2 separate regions of the Columba livia genome follow, and region 1 is linked to region 2. Evidence: chromatin contacts called from public Hi-C data. All regions are on one chromosome and are shown on one strand. Each heading gives the region's core, a stretch centred on a gene start, on an enhancer-like site or on the middle of the called end of the contact. The rest is flanking DNA. Distances are from core to core; before and after follow the strand shown.

Evidence for each region. A called contact is a pair of places that touch in the nucleus more often than the background predicts.
Region 1: a contact with region 2 is called in a Hi-C map of liver, with 4 times the contacts expected there. The contact joins two enhancer-like sites. A contact is called at or near these places in 2 of 2 Hi-C or Micro-C datasets (crop and liver).

The regions. Positions count from the first base shown.
Region 1 is chr20:2,688,693-2,691,392 of bColLiv1.pat.W.v2, forward strand. The region is part of intron 6 of VMP1 (vacuole membrane protein 1); the gene reads right to left. Among named protein-coding and RNA genes, the nearest start is that of PTRH2, 23 kb to the right of the region's middle. Within about 2 kb of position 1,334, at least 1 of the 3 cell types and tissues checked has an H3K27ac peak away from gene starts, as active enhancers do.
Region 2 is chr20:2,654,758-2,657,457 of bColLiv1.pat.W.v2, forward strand. VMP1 (vacuole membrane protein 1) reads right to left here. Exons shown (of 13, transcript XM_065036287.1): 12 at 1,246-1,348; 13 at 1-32. Among named protein-coding and RNA genes, the nearest start is that of TUBD1, 21 kb to the left of the region's middle. Within about 2 kb of position 1,279, at least 1 of the 3 cell types and tissues checked has an H3K27ac peak away from gene starts, as active enhancers do.

The sequences.
Region 1 (2,700 bases), core at 84-2,583, 34 kb after region 2:
GACTAATTCAAAGCGCTTCGGCATACTTTGGATTAAATGAATACACAGATAGAGCCTCTTGAGGAGATAAATGAGGCACAGTCTCTCTTCGGAAAAAAGGTTCATTGAAGTAAAACTGAAACAGAAGAGATCCAGAAGTTGATACACGAGAGAGATTTTGATGTGGAAAGTAGAACAAGGAACGGATGAATGAACAAGTGACTAATAACTCGTACTATCGACGTCTCTACAGGCCCCAATGGCAACGGACAACTGTTTGGTACTTGCAGCAAGATCATCCCTCTCCCCAGCACCTTCACATCTCAAGAAATAATGTACGTGTATTTTACTCAGACGACAGATGTGAAGAGAGAGTTGAAACTTCCCTAAAACTGTAAAGTACATTTATGGCAAACCCGGGAACCTCTTTGTCCACTGTACTCTGAAAGTGAGGAACTTAATTCCATCCCTGCGTCGCCGTCCCCAGTCTGACAGCACCCTGGGACACACAAGGTCTCCCAAGCCATCTTCCTTAAATCATGGTTTTCACCTGCAGAAATTTGCAATAAAATTATCTTGAAGGGCCAATTTGCATAGAGGAAATCCCCACGTACTTGAGTTGTAAGTGACCATTTCCTACGTCCCCTTGACAGGAAGGGTGAAGCTGTTGCCAAGGCAGCGAGATACGGTGTGCCAATCAAGACGTACGGTTTTTGGTTCCACAAAATTTGGAAGACGCCACACTACAGCGTAACTACGGCCAGCTGCCACGGGACACTGTTAGCTTCAGTTTTATAATAGCAAGAGACAAATTTAGTCGCTACTATAGAGACCACCAACCCCCTCCAAGGTGTCAGGGACAGAACTACCAGCATTTCTGCCCAAACCGCACACAGGGGGTGTGTGAAGACGACCGTGCAATGACAAATACCAACTGGAGGCTGCTGCATGAGCAGCTTCTTTCAAAAGAGTTGCCATCCTTGAAATGGCTTTATGGTCTCCAAACGTTGCCTCCTGTTAAGAGAGCTCTCCCAGTCTCACCAAATGTCTGCAAAAGTGTTACAAGTAGCCAATGGAAAAAGAGGTGTTTCACAAAGAACTGTAAACTGCCGAGCCACCTCAAGACCAGGCCAACTGGGCATAATTCTTCCAGTGCAATGTAAACAATTCTATAATGGAAAAAAGTTGGAGTTATGGAACCCACAGCAGCCACATCTTAACTGGAATAAAAAATAAACCATAAACGGTTCATTGGGAGTGGTGAAGTGTGGAGTATTGGAGCTCGGAGCGAGCCAAAGGGAAGCAGAACCATCCCGTGTCCTCCCAGCTGTGCCACTGCTCCGATAGCCAAGGGCTCCCAGCAAAACATCACCCACATCTGCTTTAGTTCCAGCTCGGCCCCAAAAGCTTCCGCAGAGCTCGGTGCCTTCGCAAAGCCCCAGTTCCCAAGCTCCGCCAGACAAGGGCTGGCTGAACAGGACCGGGGTTGCAATGGGGTGGGGAGGAGGAGGAGTGGGATTGTCGCTGGAGGTTTCATCATAGAGGTGCCATTCTGCTTTATATTTAGCAATAGTGATGGTTTAACCCTGAACGGAATAGGGAACCTACTTTGAATGAGCTTTATGTGCCATCTCTGGAAAATCCCAGTCAATATACACTCAGATATTTTCCTTACACTCCTCCCTTTGCCAGAAGGATTAACTCTCATGCCGTTTTTTAATCCTCTTCACAAATAATAACCTTCTCCACCCTCCTTCTCCTCCTCCTCCGTGTGGGGCTGCAGTAAATACTCAGTGTTTTGTCTCTCCGCAATAGCTCAGATTATTTCAACACTTTAGGAAAACCTCTAATATATCCCATGTTTGACTCCAACTGCTGCTCTGCTTTTGAAAAGGACATTTGCAGAACTGTCGTACCAGACAACAAATACTAAAACCAGCCCATTTAGCAGACGCGCCGCTTGCCAAACCAGAAAGAGTCACTGAAATTCAAGGCATGTAAAATCCTGAACGCCAACTGCCTTTCCCTCGCCCTCTTCCAGTGATTTTTGGGTTTAATTTTGAATTGCAGGAGGCACTAACGAGGGCTAACAGAGAAGAAATTGAGAAACGTTCTGCTGACTCGGGTGAGAAGCATTTGCTCGCCCCTACTGATGACCAGAAGGAGCCTGTGGTGAGGCTGGAATGCGATTTGTTCGAAGTATCTGTACAATTTACAAATCAAACCAGACAAGATCTGCTCATGAAGATCAACTCCACATAAATCAGTTTTTTAGCAACAGTAATTTTGGGGAGTTTGGAAATCCCTTTCTTCACAACCCCGAGGAAGGTTTGTTCAGTGACTGAAGGGACCCCGGTTAGAACAGACACTGCTAATCTTAGAAATAAGTTACTTTAAATGCTGCGTTAGGAAATTTCTAGAAAGTATCATCTTTATCTATAAATCATGCTTAGAAATCCATCGGTGCAAGTAGAAAGAGAGGGCAGGCACATGGAACCAAAAAAAAAAATCAAGAAGTTAAAATCCTTAAGAACATGCTGATATGTATAATACTTACAACAGAATGGTCTTTACCATAAGGAAAAATGACTGTATATCCCATTAAATCTGAATCATATTTTCACATTATTAATCATTCTGTGCACCTAGACTGTGAACACAATTAAGGCTCTAAACAAACTGCATAGCGAGTGTTGGTTTCCCCCATGCCCTTCACAGCAC
Region 2 (2,700 bases), core at 29-2,528:
TTTTCAAATATCCAGGATAGCCAGTTTTCCCCCTGAAGAGACAAAACAGAAGAAGGAAGAAACTCAAGATTAGTGGACAATGGAGCATTCTCCATTTTCTGGGCGAAAGGGAAAAGCCCAACCTTATTATGTAATTTATCAAATTAAAACCAGGAACCGAGTGCGAGCTGACAGGATTCCTGCAGCTCTCTCTGAAAAGCTGATTTTAGTCCCGTCAAAGACAAAGCAGCCGGGTTTGCCAAACGCACCGCGGGGCAGACGATGAACCCTGATCATTACTGGGGTCCTGGCAAAGGGATTTATTTATTACTCCTGGTGTTGTCTCGTCTGCGCTAACAATTCAGAGTTCAGACTGTCACTCCCTGTCACGTTCATTGCAAAGAAAACAATAAGGTCACTGGTTAACAATGGTTTTTTCCTAAACCGTGTTCTCTTCCCGGTAGTGTCCGACCCTGCTGGTGTCACCAGAATTCACCGATGACCCCGGCACTTCCAGCGTTTTCCGGGCTGCTCTGAACTTGTGTTCTTTGTCAAAGGAGGGCAGCAGCGCACTGCACAAAACCCACTCCAATGTGCACAGAAGGAATCTGCATATTTGGTTAGTCCAGCCTGACCCTCCCTAATTTCGTCTCTTTTTTGGTAAGAAACGGGCAAAGAAACGTTTATAAGAGCCTCCGGTATTAAATGTGAAGTGTGAGTTAGATGAATGGATTTTATCTAAAAATGCCTCGGTACCCTAAGGAATTTCATGTCCAAGTTGCTGTCTCCACTGAAAATTCAAGGTATGTTTTTTAAAGGAATTTGTATGAAAGGGCACTTCTGCCCCTTTGTACCAGCTCTACACATTAATTTCTTTTCCTTTCGAACACTAAAGACTTGGAGATTTTGTTTCTCCTATTGGCCACTAAGCCACAGACCCCACTGGCTTCTCAAGCATTGATGCTGCACACAGTTTGCTACCATTTCACATGCAAATGCAACTTTGTGCTTAAATTTCTCTCTCAAAGTAGGCACTCTGATACAACGGCAAGACTTTGGTCTTGCTTTATCATTTTCATTATTCTCCAAGAGGTTTAAGTACAGTTTCATAGAGTTACAGAATTATTTTTAAATTCCCAGGTTGCTTTTTTAAATGAGGTTTTAATCTATTTATTCCCTGCAAACCTTGGAAAAACAACCAAGATTTCCATGGGTAAGGTGCTCAGCGAAAAGGCAGCTGAAGCGGCGAGGCAGAGCAGCTCTTACCTGCGGCACGGCACTGTCAGGTCTGTGGTGAAGTTTGATCCTCTGAGCTTCCAAATATTCTTGAAATGGCTTCTGAAGAGAAGGACCTATACTTGGAATAGCACTGGTGCAAAGTTCATCCCAGAGAACAAGACAAAATAGGAGAGAAAAAAAAAAAAACACAAAAAACATAGTTTTTTTTTTTTAAACTTACCACTTATACCCAAACAGAATAAAGTTCAGCCTGAGCTACAGGCAGCTCAGAAGAGCATTGATTGCTACTGGAGAAAACAACCACAAAATAAAGCGTATTTCATCTTTTTATCTGATGCTTCTGCAAGGGACGTATTTCCCCAGATCCTCAAAAAGTGCTTAAAAATGAAAATACTGCAGGGCTGCTGGTCCGGCAGAGCGGAGCCGTGAGCCCGAGCATTTCCTTGGCAGCAGCCGCGGGGGCTGCGCTGAGAATGAAATGAATGACTTCGGAGAAGTCCCACATTTATCACCAGCAGTTCCTGTAAGAACTGGTTTGAACCGATTAATAAGGAAATGACTTGTGCTTGTGTCATCCCTCCGTTAAAAAAGAAACTGCTCGCCCTATGACTTGCCCCTATCTCCTCCGAGGAGACGGCCCCTTTCTCAAACTAAGTCCTTATTAGGACAATCTGTGCGTCATCCTTCCCCACCAAGAATGCATGAGCAAATTCTGCAGGCGCCTCCCCCAGTCAGTGATTAACAAAGGAACAAAGAAGGAACTATGAACCCTGCTCTGAATCATGCCCTGGGTTATGGCAGATGACTTGCACTAAAGCTACAAGCCGTCCGTAAACACCTTGTTCTCACATGAACGTTCCCCAGAGCACGGACGCAGTTTGGGGAGAACAAACTCTGCAGCGTGGAGGTGTTAACGCTGGACGGACTCACGGCAGCTCCTAACGCAGCCAGAAACACCCTCGCTCATTTTTATTTAAACCTCTACACACCGGGATGTTTGGCAGGAGGTCCAAGGAGCTTTAATAATTGTCATGACACTTAAAACCCCAAAGCCTTAAATGCTGTGCAGGAGAAATTACCACGGGGTGAGCGGGTGCGGTGAGAACAGACACACAGCCACAGGCTGACCCACGGACACCAACAGCCCAGCTCCAGCTGGAGAGGTCCCGTTGCTGACAAACATCACTTGAATTCCAAAGAGAACAGACACATATTTTTAATTTAAATATATTAATATGGTCTTCTGCATTTAAAAAGTCACCTACATTTTAAAACTTGGGTTTTTGTTCTTTACAAAATGACTGCAGGAGGATTTAGTAAAACACTCTGGACACCAGGACACCGTTACAAACCCAAGGACTGAAGCAGGGCTACATCTTTCTGTTATTTTCCTCAGTGTCCCGATTTGACACAATATTCCCTTTTCAAGGCTAAAGGCCAATTAAAAAATAACACCTTTCTAATCTTAAGAATGTATGAAAA